Regions from separate parts of the Mus musculus genome. Here region 1 is linked to region 2. Evidence: chromatin contacts called from public Hi-C data. All regions are on one chromosome and are shown on one strand. Each heading gives the region's core, a stretch centred on a gene start, on an enhancer-like site or on the middle of the called end of the contact. The rest is flanking DNA. Distances are from core to core; before and after follow the strand shown.

Region 1 (6,791 bases), core at 772-3,271, 120 kb before region 2:
AGTGAAAGAATGCAGCATTTATCAGACGAATGTTCTGTATCTATTGAGATAACCAAATGTTTAGTGGTTTTACTGTGTGTTTATGGAATTACATAGGAGTTTTAAATGTTAAGCATCTTCATTTTCCTAGCAAACCTGTTGTGATTATATGCATTATGGTATATAGATATCTCACATGCATGCTCACAAAGAAAAATACACATATATGTATCTACATCACAATATTCATTTCCTGTGATATTCCTAAGTGGTTTTTTTTCTTATTTATTATTTTACTTGTATGGGTACTTTGCCTTCATGTATGTCTATGCACCAGGTACATACAATGCCTGCAGAAGGCAGAAGAAGGCATTGAGTTGCCTGTAACTGAAAGTTACAAATACATCTGGGCCTCGCAATGGATGCTGGGAATCAAACTTAAGTCCCCTGAAAGATCAACAATGCTCTGAACTGCTGAGCAATTGCTCCAGCATTTTCTAGCTCATAAAATGAGATGAGAAGAACTTTATCTAAATAGTATTTACTATTACCTGGAGCATGCTATAATATACAGGAACTGTTATATAAATAATATATATGTCATATATATGTATGCACACATATATACACATATACATATATACATATATGTATATACATACACATCATATATACACATATACATATATACATGTATGTATATACATGCACATCATATATGCACATATATGTATGTACATATATACATATATGCACACATACACTTATACATATATATATGCAAACATATATATATAACATATAAACACATATAATACATATATACAAAATGTAACATATGTTATATATACACGTATACGACAGATAATATAGTGTATGTGTGCACATGTGTGCATGCATAAGCATGAGATTATATGCAACTGTGTATGTATGTATCTATCTGTACTTCTGTGTGGAGATCTCAGTTTCCCCTCAAATGTCTTCGTCAATCACTCTCCACCTTACTTTTTAAGGTAAAATCTCTCCCTGAAGCTAAGCTTGGAAATTTGATGACATTAGTAACCTCTAGGCCCCAGGAATCTCCCCATTGCCTCCTCCTGATAGGAAGTGTCACTATGGCCAGCCTTTTAACACAGGTGTTGGTACTTTAATTCAGATCTAATGTTTGGGCAAAAAGCTTGTTGTTACCTGAGCCATTTCTGTAGCCTCTATGATATTTTTAACTCACAAGTCATGTGTTTACTGGTTTGCTTTTTTTAAGTTCAATATTTAGCAAGCTATTCTCCCTAGAAATTTTCCACTGCATTTAGGTTTTTTAATTATTGCATATCTGATGTTTTACTTCATTACAGTAAAATTATAATATTTTCATTTCTGTACAATTTTTAAATTAATAAATAGGAGCTAGGTGTTAAGGCAGAATTGCCATGAATTCAGTGCCAGTCTCAGATCCATGACAAATAGCAATCCAGCCTGGATTACAGATGAGACCCTGTCTGCAAAAGAAAAACAAATAAATAAATTGTACACAGTTATTACATAGAAAGTGAATATGATGCTTTTATATGTAAATCTAGTTAGACAGATATATAGACAGGCAGGCAGGCAGGTAGACAGATAAACATGGTTAAGTTTTCAAATGTGTAAAATATTTTTGATCCTATGAAAATATCATTATTCTCCTACTTATAAGCATATACATTTGAATTTTCCAAGATTATGACCCTTATTGACACATAACCTAGCTCCATAACTCTGCTCCCTTTGTCTCCCCATGGCAGAGACTCATAGGATTCAGTGAGCAAGCAAAAGAAAAGAGAGAAACCTCCAGGGTATACACGGTCTGAGTGCACTCTTCGTCATGAGGATCAAAATCGCCAAGAGTCCATGTCGCTTTAAGGAAAGATCAGCTCTCTGTAGAGGGTTGTTTCATCACTTTTTATTTCATCCTTTGAGTGACTTAATATCCCCAAAACAAATCTTGCCGCGCTGTGCTCAGAAAGTTTTCTTTCTTTCCTGAAATTTGAACCTTTCTAACCACGTAACAGTTGCTAAGCAATTTGGAATGGAGATTAGCATAGATCTGGGCAGCACAAGCAGTCCTTTGTGAGCAATAAACAGTCTACTTTTCATTTAAAAAAATTAATATCCATGTCTGTGATGCTCACTAAGACTGTTTTGAAAATAAGCTAGATCTAATCCTCTTCTTTTTAATTTCTTGGAGACTGGCACCACTTGATCTGATTATGTAATGTTAAAATTGTAAGTTTTATGAGCTGCGCACACAGCCTGGCAGTATTAAAGCATCCAGCAATTAATAAAGTACCCCTGACTCTGTCCCTTTTTAAATTTTTTTTATTTGTTTGTGTATAGGGGGCTGTTGGTATCAGCTCAGAGGACAATTTTCAGAAGGTCCAGGATCCAATCCAGGTTGTCAGTTTGACAGCAAGGACATTTCTCACCTGCAGGACCATGTCACCCAAGCTTCTACCTGTTGAAGGAGGTTCCAAGGTCAGGTAGACCAGGAAACCTTGAAGTAGAAATTAAGTTCTGTTACCTGAGACTTTTGAAAGTCAGTCTAATTGGTTTGTTTTCTTATAAATCAGCTCCCTGTTTGTTTCACAGAACCTTATACTTCCCACCAAGAATCTTCAGTTAAGACCAGGATTACCAGTCCCAGGAAAGCTTTCTCTAGACCATCATGTTCACTGTATACAAATCTACAGGATGGGTTCTCGGGCTCAAATTTACCAAAGGAAAGTTCCTGATGACCTCAGCTCCATGTCTAGGAGTGGAACAAGGTGAACAGCCTCCAGTGTCTTTCCCGGGATTACCTGCCTAGCATTCCATGAATTCCTCTCACGGCACTCACCCTGTGAATTCTCAAGCTTACCACAGTTTTCCACCTTAGCAACAAGCTTTTCTCTTTAGAAATATTTCTAGGCCTGGCCTAGCATAACCCCCCCCCCCCCCCCGGACACATCACTTGAGCTGTGGAACTTCAGTAACCACCAAGAAAAACTCATTCCTTCTAAGATGCAGACTGAGAGCTAAGAACACAGAGGGAAAAAAGGATTATTCCAAAGTGAGTTGCTAAAGACACCGTGGCTAGTATTTCACACGAACGCATACTGACATCACTGGAGTAGGTATAGATACTAAAATACCACACTTGGACAGTTGAGATCCTGCGACCAGTAATGGCTCTTCGTGCCTGTACTGACTACATTTTGTCAACATGACAAACCTAGTCATGCCAGGGGAAGGGAACCATAAATTGAGGACTTCCCCCCATCTGACTGGTGTATGGGCGTGTCTGTAGAGCATTTTATACATTACTATTAATTGATGTAGGTGAGTGGGACCATTGTGGGTGGTGGCAAGCCTGGGTAGCAAGGCACCTGGCTTGTCTATGAAAGATAGCTGAGCAAGCCAGGGGAAGCAAACCAGTATTTCTTCTTGGTTTCTGTTTACAACTCTTGCCTGGTGCTCCCGCTTTGGTTTCCCTCCTTGACAGCCTGTAAAGTGTGGGGTGTCATGACATAGAACCTTCTCTCCCCAGGTTGGTTTTTCCCAGAGTTTTATCACAGCAACAGAAAGACAAACTGGAACATGGAACAAGCCTGGCAACCTGAGTTTGATTCCCAGAACCCACAAAGGTAGAAGGAGAGAACTGACTCCACAAAGCTGTTACGTGGCCTCCACATATATGCACAAACACATGCACACACCATGTAAAACAGGCCTGCATGCAATGATTGATTAATTAGTAACCTTAAAATAAGTATCTTTTCAAACTTTGGGATTAAGCAGCTCAGCAGGATTTATGGAGCATAGGTTCTATAGATGACACTGGCCAGTTCTTGGGAAGAATATAAAATTCATATCCCAATAAGCTCATCACCTATTAAAGTGGTATAAGATATTCTATAATCACATTTTAAAGTACAGTGTGAGATTAGGAAGATATCTTAGAAGTGAGGTACCTTGCAAAGGCCCTGAATTTGACCCTCATTCTCTAGTAATTAATTAGAATTATTCTGGAGTCTACCACAAACTTACAACAAGAAAATGACATATACTTCTATACACTTTACAGCTCCTAGATTGTTGGGAGTTATTAAGACAACACAATTGTCCTGATTTCTGAATTGGGCCTCTCCCCCCAAGAAGAAAAGGGGGGGTCAAAAGCAGGTCACCGACATACCGCTCTGAGAACAACCACAGATTGTTCCAGCCCTAAGTCAGTGCCGGATGTCCTGACCACACCCTAATACCACCAAGTTCCTGCTTTCCTGTGTAGTCGCCCAAAGAGAAATTTCTGCTGCCCCATCCCTCCTGCTGAGAAGTACTTCCTCTTTTTCCTATCCCCATCACTCCTACTGAGAAGTGCTTCCTCCTTTGCTGTGTATTTCCACTGCCCCATTTCTCCTGCTGAGAAGTACTTCACCTTTTGTTTGTGCATTTAAGCCTTGAGCCTTGCTAATACAGTGACACCTTGATGCTAATCAGACTGTTTACATGTCGTTTCTCACACTTGGTATCCATCTAAGAACCCCATTTGGTTCTTAGGAGAAGGTCCCCTCGAGACCCTCAAATAACTGGACCTGCTGGACGGGTCACTAGATTTCAAACTTCCACCTTGAGGGAGAAGAGGGGATTAAATTGCTCCTAAAATAAATCACAAGCAAATGAAGTCATAGTAGCATCAGTGACCAGCTAACAGCCAAGGAGCAATATACAGGATCTTTCAGAAGGAACGGTGACCACAGGCTGGTCGGGCCACTGCTAAACATAGTATGATACCACTTGTTCAAACACACAAGTAAGGGATGCTAAAGCATGATTCTTTCACCTTTCTTCCACATTCTCTATTTTGACTAATAGTAGTGTGAAGTTGTTGTTGTTGTTGTTTAGAGACATAGTCTCATTATGTAGCCTTGAATTATGTAGCCTTGACTGACCTAGCACTCACTAGGTAGACCAGGCTGGCCTCAAACCCACGGAGATCTACCTACCTCTGACTCCCACATGAATGGATTAAAGGTGTCCAACACCACAACAGGTTGACAATGGAATGTCTACTTCTTAATAATGTTCTAGAGGCGTTTTCCTGAGGATCTAAATTAATTCACCAAATCCAGATGTTTACAAAGTGCTTTTGCATTCCTTTCATGGGAGGCAGAAGCAGGGAGGTAACTAGCTCCTGACTGTCTAGCTTAATGAGTTTGATGAGCTTCAGAACAATGAGAGACCCTACCTCAAAACAAATAAAAAGGATTTCAATTTTCTAGTTGTTTTTATGTTTGGATTAATGTCCCTAGTTTCAATTAGAAGTATAAGAATTGATTTTGTCTATTTATATTTGTCTTTCTGGAAACAAAAAAGTATGAAGTGCACTTTCCAATACCCTTTTCAAAGGGGAACACTTTGTCTTAATGCTTCTTATCATAAAAGAATGTAGGGTTTGTCAAATATCTTTACATTGCTCTTTGAGGAAACTGTAAGTGTTTGTCATTTATTAGATACCATGATTACATTATACTATGTTTTTTCTGATATTAAATAAACCTCCAATTCAAAAAAAATAATGTTCTAGAGGATATCATTATCATAGAAAAGTTAAACTCTAAAATAATTACCAAGTTTATATTGTACAATGCCAAAAAACCCCAAGTAAAATATTTGAGCTCATGATCAGTCTCACTAAAAATTACCCAATTGGCAAATTTATAATTTGTTCAGAGCAGTAAAAATAGGCCATAGTCATTTTAATGGACAGGTGATGGATGCATCCATGCAATACCTAAGATATTCTCTCTACATTTTTTCCTAAACCATTATAAGAATTTTAATTTTTCCCACTAGAATTATCAGTATGTTAGGAATGAGCCTTTACACAGGTTTCATTATAATGAAAACTGGTCCTTTTTAAGTTTTTTACCAAACTTCTAATTGCAGCAGTGTTGTTTGAGAAGAAAAAGGAGAGAAAGAAGTATAAATGGGAGGGGAGGAGAGGGAATGGGATAGGGAAGGAAGGGGAGGGGAGAGGAAGGGATGAGATGGAAGGGGAGGGGGCACTAAAACACTCAGAATTAAGAAGAAAAAAATATTAAATCAAGTGTTGTATAATCACGTAATGAATGAATTACCAAACAGCCATTCCCCAAAACAACAAACAGAGACCATGATTATATGGTTTGCATTATTTTTATGAAATACAAGTAGATCCACCATCCAGCCATCTCTGTGCATATGTATATAGGCTAAGGACATGTATATGTATATAACTAAAATGACAACTGCGTTTAACTCTAGGATGCAAAATTTATTATAACTGTTTCTTTTTTGCTTTTCCTGTTTCTATTTAACTAAATACCACACACACACACACATATGGAGAGAGAGAGAGATTTGGAATACAATAGTGTAAGTTACAAGATTTTTATTTAAAGATTACTTGAATTCACAGATTTGTTAGCCACAAATATGTATACTTGCTTTCTCCACCAAAAAAATGGAATGAAGGTTACAGATTCTTTTCTTATTTTTTCCTAGACATAAATAAGGGTATCACGCATTGGCCACAGGTTAAGTATAAATGGTGACCTGTACTGGTACAGGTATTTAGGGTGTAACTCAACTCTATAATATTATTAGGTTATGTGGAGTATTATAACCTATAACTCAAATTAATTTGGATTTTCTGATTCAGTTCTCTGGCAGAAGTCAACTTTAGAGCACAGTAGATAATGCATAGTCAGAGAAATTATGATTTACTTTGAAAAAAGCAGGAAGCACCAGTTCCAGGG
Region 2 (6,498 bases), core at 3,964-6,463:
AGGATATCATTATATAGCCCAGACTGTCCTGCCATTTGTATGTAGTCCAGGCTAGCCTCCAACTCACACTTTTCTTGTCCTGGTCCCCAAATGCCATATTTGGGGTGAAGCTCATTGTTAGACCACTTTCCCAGATGCTGAGGCCTGGATTTGATGCACAGAAATGTAAGAAGTAGGGGGAAGGGTAGAAGAGAAAGGGAAAAGATTGCATTAGATTTGGGTACATTTTATTTCTGATAATTCATGTGTGCTTATGTACATATGGAGGCCAGGCATTGACACTGGGTATCTTCCTCAGTTACTTTTCTCTTCCTTCCCTCCCTCCCTCCCTCCCTCCCTCCCTCCCTCCCTCCCTCCCTCCTTCCTTCCTTCCTTATTTCATTTCTTTCATCCTCCCTTTCTGTCTGTCTTCCTCTCTCTCTCTCTCTCTCTCTCTCTCTCTCTCTCTCTCTCTCTCTCTCTCTCTCTCTCTCTCTTTATGAGATAGGACTCTCACCGCAACCAGAGCTCACCAATTTTGCTAGACTTAGACTTACTAACCAGGGTATCCCCCAGGGAGCCGCCTGCTGTCTCTTTCCAGTGCTGGGGTTATATCTGCTTGCTGCAGGGTCCAGCTATTCTTATATGGGTTCTGGAAGATCAAACCCAGGTGGTTTAGTTACTTTTGTATTACTGTGATAAAACACCATAACCAAGGCAACTTATAAAAAGATGAGTTCAATTTGTGGCTTAGGGTTTCAGAGAGTTAGAGGCAATGAGGGCAGAGCAAAGGCAAGGCAGGAACAACTGGGAGCTTTTATCTTGACCCAAAAGTAGGAGGCAGAGAGAAACACTAGGATTGGCATGAGACTTTCGAAACCTCAAAGACCTCCCCTCATGACACACCAACCTTTGACAAGGCCACACCTCTGAATCCTTCCCAAACAGTTCTATCAAATGGGGAGCAAATGTTTGGGGGTCATTTCATTGAAACCATCATACCAGGTTTTCATGTTTGCATATCAAGCTCACTAGGACATCTTTCCAACCCACATTTCCTAATTATTCTTTTTATATCAAAACCAGTGTCAGAAAAATGGTGGGATAGGGAGAAATATAATGCTTCCATTTTGATCTTCACAATATTAAACATGCCCAATACAAAAGCTTGGCTGCTAAACTGTTTCTCTAAATTTAGAAAGGTGTTTATCCATTGAAAATCACTAAATTAAAATTGAGTTTGAAGCTGGCAAGAATAAGTAAGGTACTTGCTACATAAGCTTATGATCTGAGTCTGACTCTTGGAAAAGGAAGGACAGAATCTAGTCTACAAAATTGCCCTCTGACCTTCATACTCTCAGGCATTCAGGCACAAATACACACACAAACACACACACTATTAATTATTTTATTCATATAATTTTATGTCTATGAATAATTTGCCTGTATGTATGTAAGTGCACCACATGTGTGTCTGGTGCTGGTGAGGCCAGAAAGACGAATCAGATCCGTTGAAATCAGAGTTTCATGAAGTTGGATGCCACCAAAGGGGTGCTGGGAACTGGATCCGGGTCCTCTGCGAGAGCAGCCAGTGCTCTTACTGCTGAACCATCTCTCCATATCTCTTAATGAAAAGTTAGGCTTACTTTTTTACTAATTGAGCTATGTCTAAAGAAGTCAAGTAAACATAAATTGGGAATATCCCTGGCTTGCTGAGTTGTCACAATTGGAAGCATTGTTGGGAGGCCTTTTCCTTCTCCTTAACCAACACCCACCCCCCAGCCCCATCACACAACCTGATTCTTTAGACTATAGCTGCATGGTTCACCTGCAGCACTGTCTCTGAGCTGAACTGCTCCACAGATGTCACCTCCCTCTACACTCGGGCCATCTCTCTCAGCCTCCCTGATTACTGGGTTGGTATTCTTGGCCAAGTGGCATCATCAGGGGAAAAGACACAGGATGCTTTGAGTGTACCAAATCCTCATACCAGGCCCCTCCCCTCTCCTCCCCTTCCCTCCCCTCTCCTCCCCTTCCCTCCTCTCCCCTCCCCTCCCCTTGGTAAACCTTCATGCTGGCTTTGTTCTCTTTTTCTGAAGCATGACAAACAAGTGGTTTTTCTTTTTTGCTTTAATGGTTCTTTCAACAAAAAGGGGTAGTGTAGGGCTTTCTGATAGGTGTTTCTGTTTAATGAGGTTTTTATTATACTGTATTGGTTTCCCTGAAAAGAAATTATGAGCAGCAAACAGCTGATAATGGAACAAGAAGGGGAAGAAACAATAAGCAAAGGAGGCAAACATTAATGCAGCAGCAGACGCATTTGCTGAAGCCGAGGGATTAAAAGCCACTTCCCTTCTCCCTTGGCCACCATTGTGCTAGCAAAAAAGTGAGTGTGGGCCCTCATGTGCCAATTGCATGTGTGTGAGAGATATGGCTATAGATACAGACTCAGCTAAACTACCATCTGTGGAGGAAGAAGGGTGGAGAGCCCCGTCTAGACAAAGATGAGTGAAGCTAGGAGTGCTGGGTTTACAAGGGCTGGTCGGTTACCATGGAAACTAATTGGAGCTAATAAGTAAAGGGACATTTTAACTGTGGGAACAGAATAGGAGGGGCCATTCTTCAATATCACCGTTACCTATTAATCTTTCATTTTAGGAGCGTCCTGCCTCAGTTTCTAGGATGAAGCAATTCATTCTGCAAAGAGCTCCTCCATCCTGCCCCGTCTGACTTTACAATGCTGGATATCATCGTTTTAAAATACAATGTATTTTAAGTTTAGATCTTTCAAGGCAGATTCAACTTCACTCCTTTTCCCTTAAAAAAATAAACTGTTTGCAGATGGCAAGGCGAAAGCAAGGAAAGTAATGGAAACTTCTTAACTTCTAAACCGACACAGCAGAGCAGGGAGGCAGGGAGGCAGGGAGGCAGGGAGGCAGGGAGGCAGGGAGGCAGGGAGGCAGGGAGGCAGGGAGGCAGGCTGCAGAGGGAGGGGAGCCAGGACGTAGCCTGCAGCACCAGCCTCAGGCTTGGACTTGAGCTGATTTTCCCCATCAACAACATTTCAGAACAAGGAAAAAAAATGCATCTTTGTGGACTAGTTTTACAGTCCACCTGAAAGATGGCACGCCCTGCCACTATGCAGAACACAAGACAAGCATGGACCAGGGTCTGTAGCAGCCTTGTAATTTTCACTTTAAAACAAGTTTTAAATGGGACGAATGGGTGAAATGATCAAGAAAAGAGAAGTAATAGCTGAAATTTAATGAAAAGGTCTACAGTGGAGTGTAGACTGAAACGTTCGCATTGAAAAGCGTTTCAAACAATAATGTAAGTCAGAGACGACCCCCAGGGAAATGTCCCATGAAGGGAAGTTACAGGCACAGGGTGGATGAAACATATTGATTTAACACCTTTACAGTTTCTTAAGTTTTACTTTTGTAACTCAACTTACAGTTTAAGAGATTGCAAACTGGCTTAATAATGTCTCCGGGGTCTTTTCCATCTACACAGTTGAGGCAATGCAGAGTTCCAGACTGAGGTCTGGTGGATTAACTATTACCCACTCCTCCAAAAACAAGACAGAATAAAATTGCTCGACAGTAATTGGCACTATTAAATTTTTATGGTCCCCAGGGAAGCCTTAGGCCTGTCCTGCCAATTGCATTGTTGACAATGTCTGTGTTGCTTGTTTCTGGATGTGGGTGCTCAGGAGTCAGGGGTAGCTTAGTGAACTTGTGATACATAGTAAAGCAGACACCTCATAATCACTCTGGGAAGATAATAAGCAAACGAAGTCAAAGCTCCCACCTCCCCATCCTACTCTCCTTGCCTCCTCCTGATGACCCCGTGGGAGAGAGATCACTTCACAGAAACCCTCTCCTGTCCTCTGTGCTTTGGAAACTTGCACCAGAAGCAACTGTAAGCATCCTTATATAACATCACAGAACCTTGCGAGACAACAACAACAAGAAAGCCAATCAGCCAATGCTGCTTGTAACTGAAAAAATTATTTTCATGACATTGATATGCCAAACACAGCTACCTATCGGTAATCTGGATCTTTTAGGCTTTAGGGAAGTTTAACCCCCTCCCCCACCCTCCCCCACCCTCCCCCACCCTCCCCCACCCTCCCCCACCCCATAAATGATTGGTTTTCTCACCACAAACCTCAAAAGGTGTAATAGTTAAATGTTAGCTTCCAACAGGCACAGTTAGGCAGTAGATGGTATTTAAAATTCCTCTTTACTCTTTAAGATTATCCAAATTCCTTGGATGTCTCATGGAATTTTTGAAAGAATAAGATTTTTTTTAAGTAATGAATTTATTTCTCAATATCTTCTTATATGTAAAAAAAATCTAACACTTTTCTGAATCAGGTTATTAATGTAAATACTTTTATAAATACAATTCAGAAAACTGCATTTTGAAAAAAGTACACAAGAAGGATGTATTTAAACAACCCCAAACTGAAAATATTTCAAAGCAAAATTATTAATGAGACGCTTGAGTTACGCGGATGTAATAAGCACAATTAACTAGAAACCAATAAAAACAATTACTGGCAGAGTGTAGCCTTCTAGTACCAGGAGCTGTAATACCGAGATGGCTGTGGGTGTAGAAAGTGATTAAAAGCCACCTTTATCTAGGAAAGCATGAGTTGCTTTGGAGAAGTAGAGTGAAATGGTTTTCATTGACCGTCTCTCTGGTTTAGCCTGAGAGACACGTGAAGAGCCCAGTGAGAAAAAGAAGTTTCGGCTCAAAGCTGCGACACCACCCCCCAAGCCCTTTCAGGAATGTTTGAGGCGGCCGCCCCCAATCAAAGGGAGGCAGGAGTTTAGATTTCAAAATGTAGATGTCACATTTCAGTGCAAACTACTCCCACATTTAACACTTTATCAGCATGACAAGAAGAATCTTTTATCTCCCGTGGGGTGATGGGGGGAGCGGCTTGCTGAGGACATTGCCCTCAATAGATTAGCTGTAAAAGATTTTTAGTGTTCCTGGGCATCCCACCGAGAACCCCCTCCACCCACCCAGGAGCACAGAGACTTGTGAAAAGTAACGCACAACTGGCCACCAGAATAATTCATTCGCTCTACCTTCCCCGCCGCACCTCCCACTCCTCCTTTTGTAGCAGTTCTTTCTCTCCGAAAATCTCAGGTTACTTGGCTGGGGAGTTCTCCGACCTCCCCGTCCCTGCCCAGCCCTCCGCCTCCAATCCGTAAGAGACTCTCAGCCCCAGCAATTGGATTGGGCAGCCTGTCTTGACACAGCACTGTGCTGAGTGCTTGAGGACGTGTTTCAACAGATGGTTGGGGTTAGTGTGTGTCATCACATTCGAGTGGGGATTAAGAGAAGGAAGGCTGCCCTGCTGGAGCTGTGTGGTCTTCTCCAAGTGAGAGTTGCAGGCAAATCCAAGTACTTGGCTTTGGGAAAGAGGAGGAGGAATTCATTTGCAGCAGCCACAAGAAACGCAGTATTTTCAGGTAAAGTAAAAGACACCAAATCAATTCTCTCTCTCCTCTCCCTCTCCTCCTCTCCTCTCCTCTCCTCTCCTCTCCTCTCCTCTCCTCTCCTCTCCTCTCCTCTCCTCTCCTCTCCTCTCCTCTCCTCTCCTCTCCTTCTCTCTCTCTCTCTCTCTCTCTCTCTCTCTCTCTCTCTCTCTCTCTCTCTCTCTCTCGCCGTAGTTTGGAATGGAATGTAATGCTAGCCCAGCACACTTGTCAAAGCCGGTCCTCGCCGTTCCATCAATGCTGCTATTGTACGACTGACAGATAACAGTGCACATAGCTCTGGCTCGGCTGTCTTTGTAGCGCTAATGCTTCTCCTGCGTTGCTTTTGAAGGTGTAACGAAGATACTGTCTTCGGGAGCCCGGGTGCCTTGAGGTTCCCGTTATAGGCGCAGAAGAGTAGGTGTAGACTGCTCATCAAGGATGGGCAAGGCCAAGAAAGCGTTGATTTTAGCTCTCACCATTAAAGAGTTCACTTTAAACTGTTGCGTTCTTCTCAATAAGAAAAGATTCTTCTAAGCCGGCAGAGTCGGAAACGCTTTGTTAACCGAATTTGTGGAAGGTAGATTGCGTCGATTTGGGATGGAGCAAGAGTGGCTTTTAATCATTTCTGAAGACTAAGTCCGGGAACTCCTCAGGAGAAAAGGGCTGGCTCCCGTCGGTGCAGTCTTTGGGTCGGCTCTGAAACAAAAATACTTAGAGCTGGAAGCCAAGCAAAGAGGGGGGGTAGGGGGAAATGGCTCTCTAACGTAGCCCGGTTGCAGCTGCGGGGGAGCAGATGGATGTAATTCACTTGCAGATCTGTGTGTGAGTTTTACAAGTCAGGAAAAACTAAAGCAGCATAGCTAGGATGGATCATTAAAGTCGCTGCATTTATAGGCTTTAAACAGTGTTAATTAAATGTAAATAGATGTTCAGCCCCGGCTATAAACAAATAAACACAAAGATTTTAATTACAAGTTAGTCATTGGAAATTAATGGTCATGGGGTGCCGAGCAACAGTAAG

The links. A called contact is a pair of places that touch in the nucleus more often than the background predicts.
Region 1: a Hi-C map of muscle stem cells shows a contact between it and region 2, with 2.5 times the contacts expected there. The contact joins the enhancer-like site here to the promoter of Sulf1 in region 2. A contact is called at or near these places in 6 of 484 Hi-C or Micro-C datasets (embryonic stem cells, muscle stem cells and nephron progenitors) and 1 of 115 datasets of contacts at active chromatin or transcription factors (embryonic stem cells).

What each region holds. Positions count from the first base shown.
Region 1 is chr1:12,570,155-12,576,945 of GRCm38.p6, forward strand. No RefSeq gene overlaps it. Among named protein-coding and RNA genes, the nearest start is that of Gm17644, 94 kb to the right of the region's middle. Within about 2 kb of position 2,022, at least 23 of the 459 cell types and tissues checked have an H3K27ac peak or open chromatin away from gene starts, as enhancers often do. A contact at or near this core is called in muscle stem cells, where this site is marked.
Region 2 is chr1:12,687,217-12,693,714 of GRCm38.p6, forward strand. Sulf1 (sulfatase 1) reads left to right here and starts at 5,214. Exons shown (of 22, transcript NM_001198565.1): 1 at 5,214-5,468.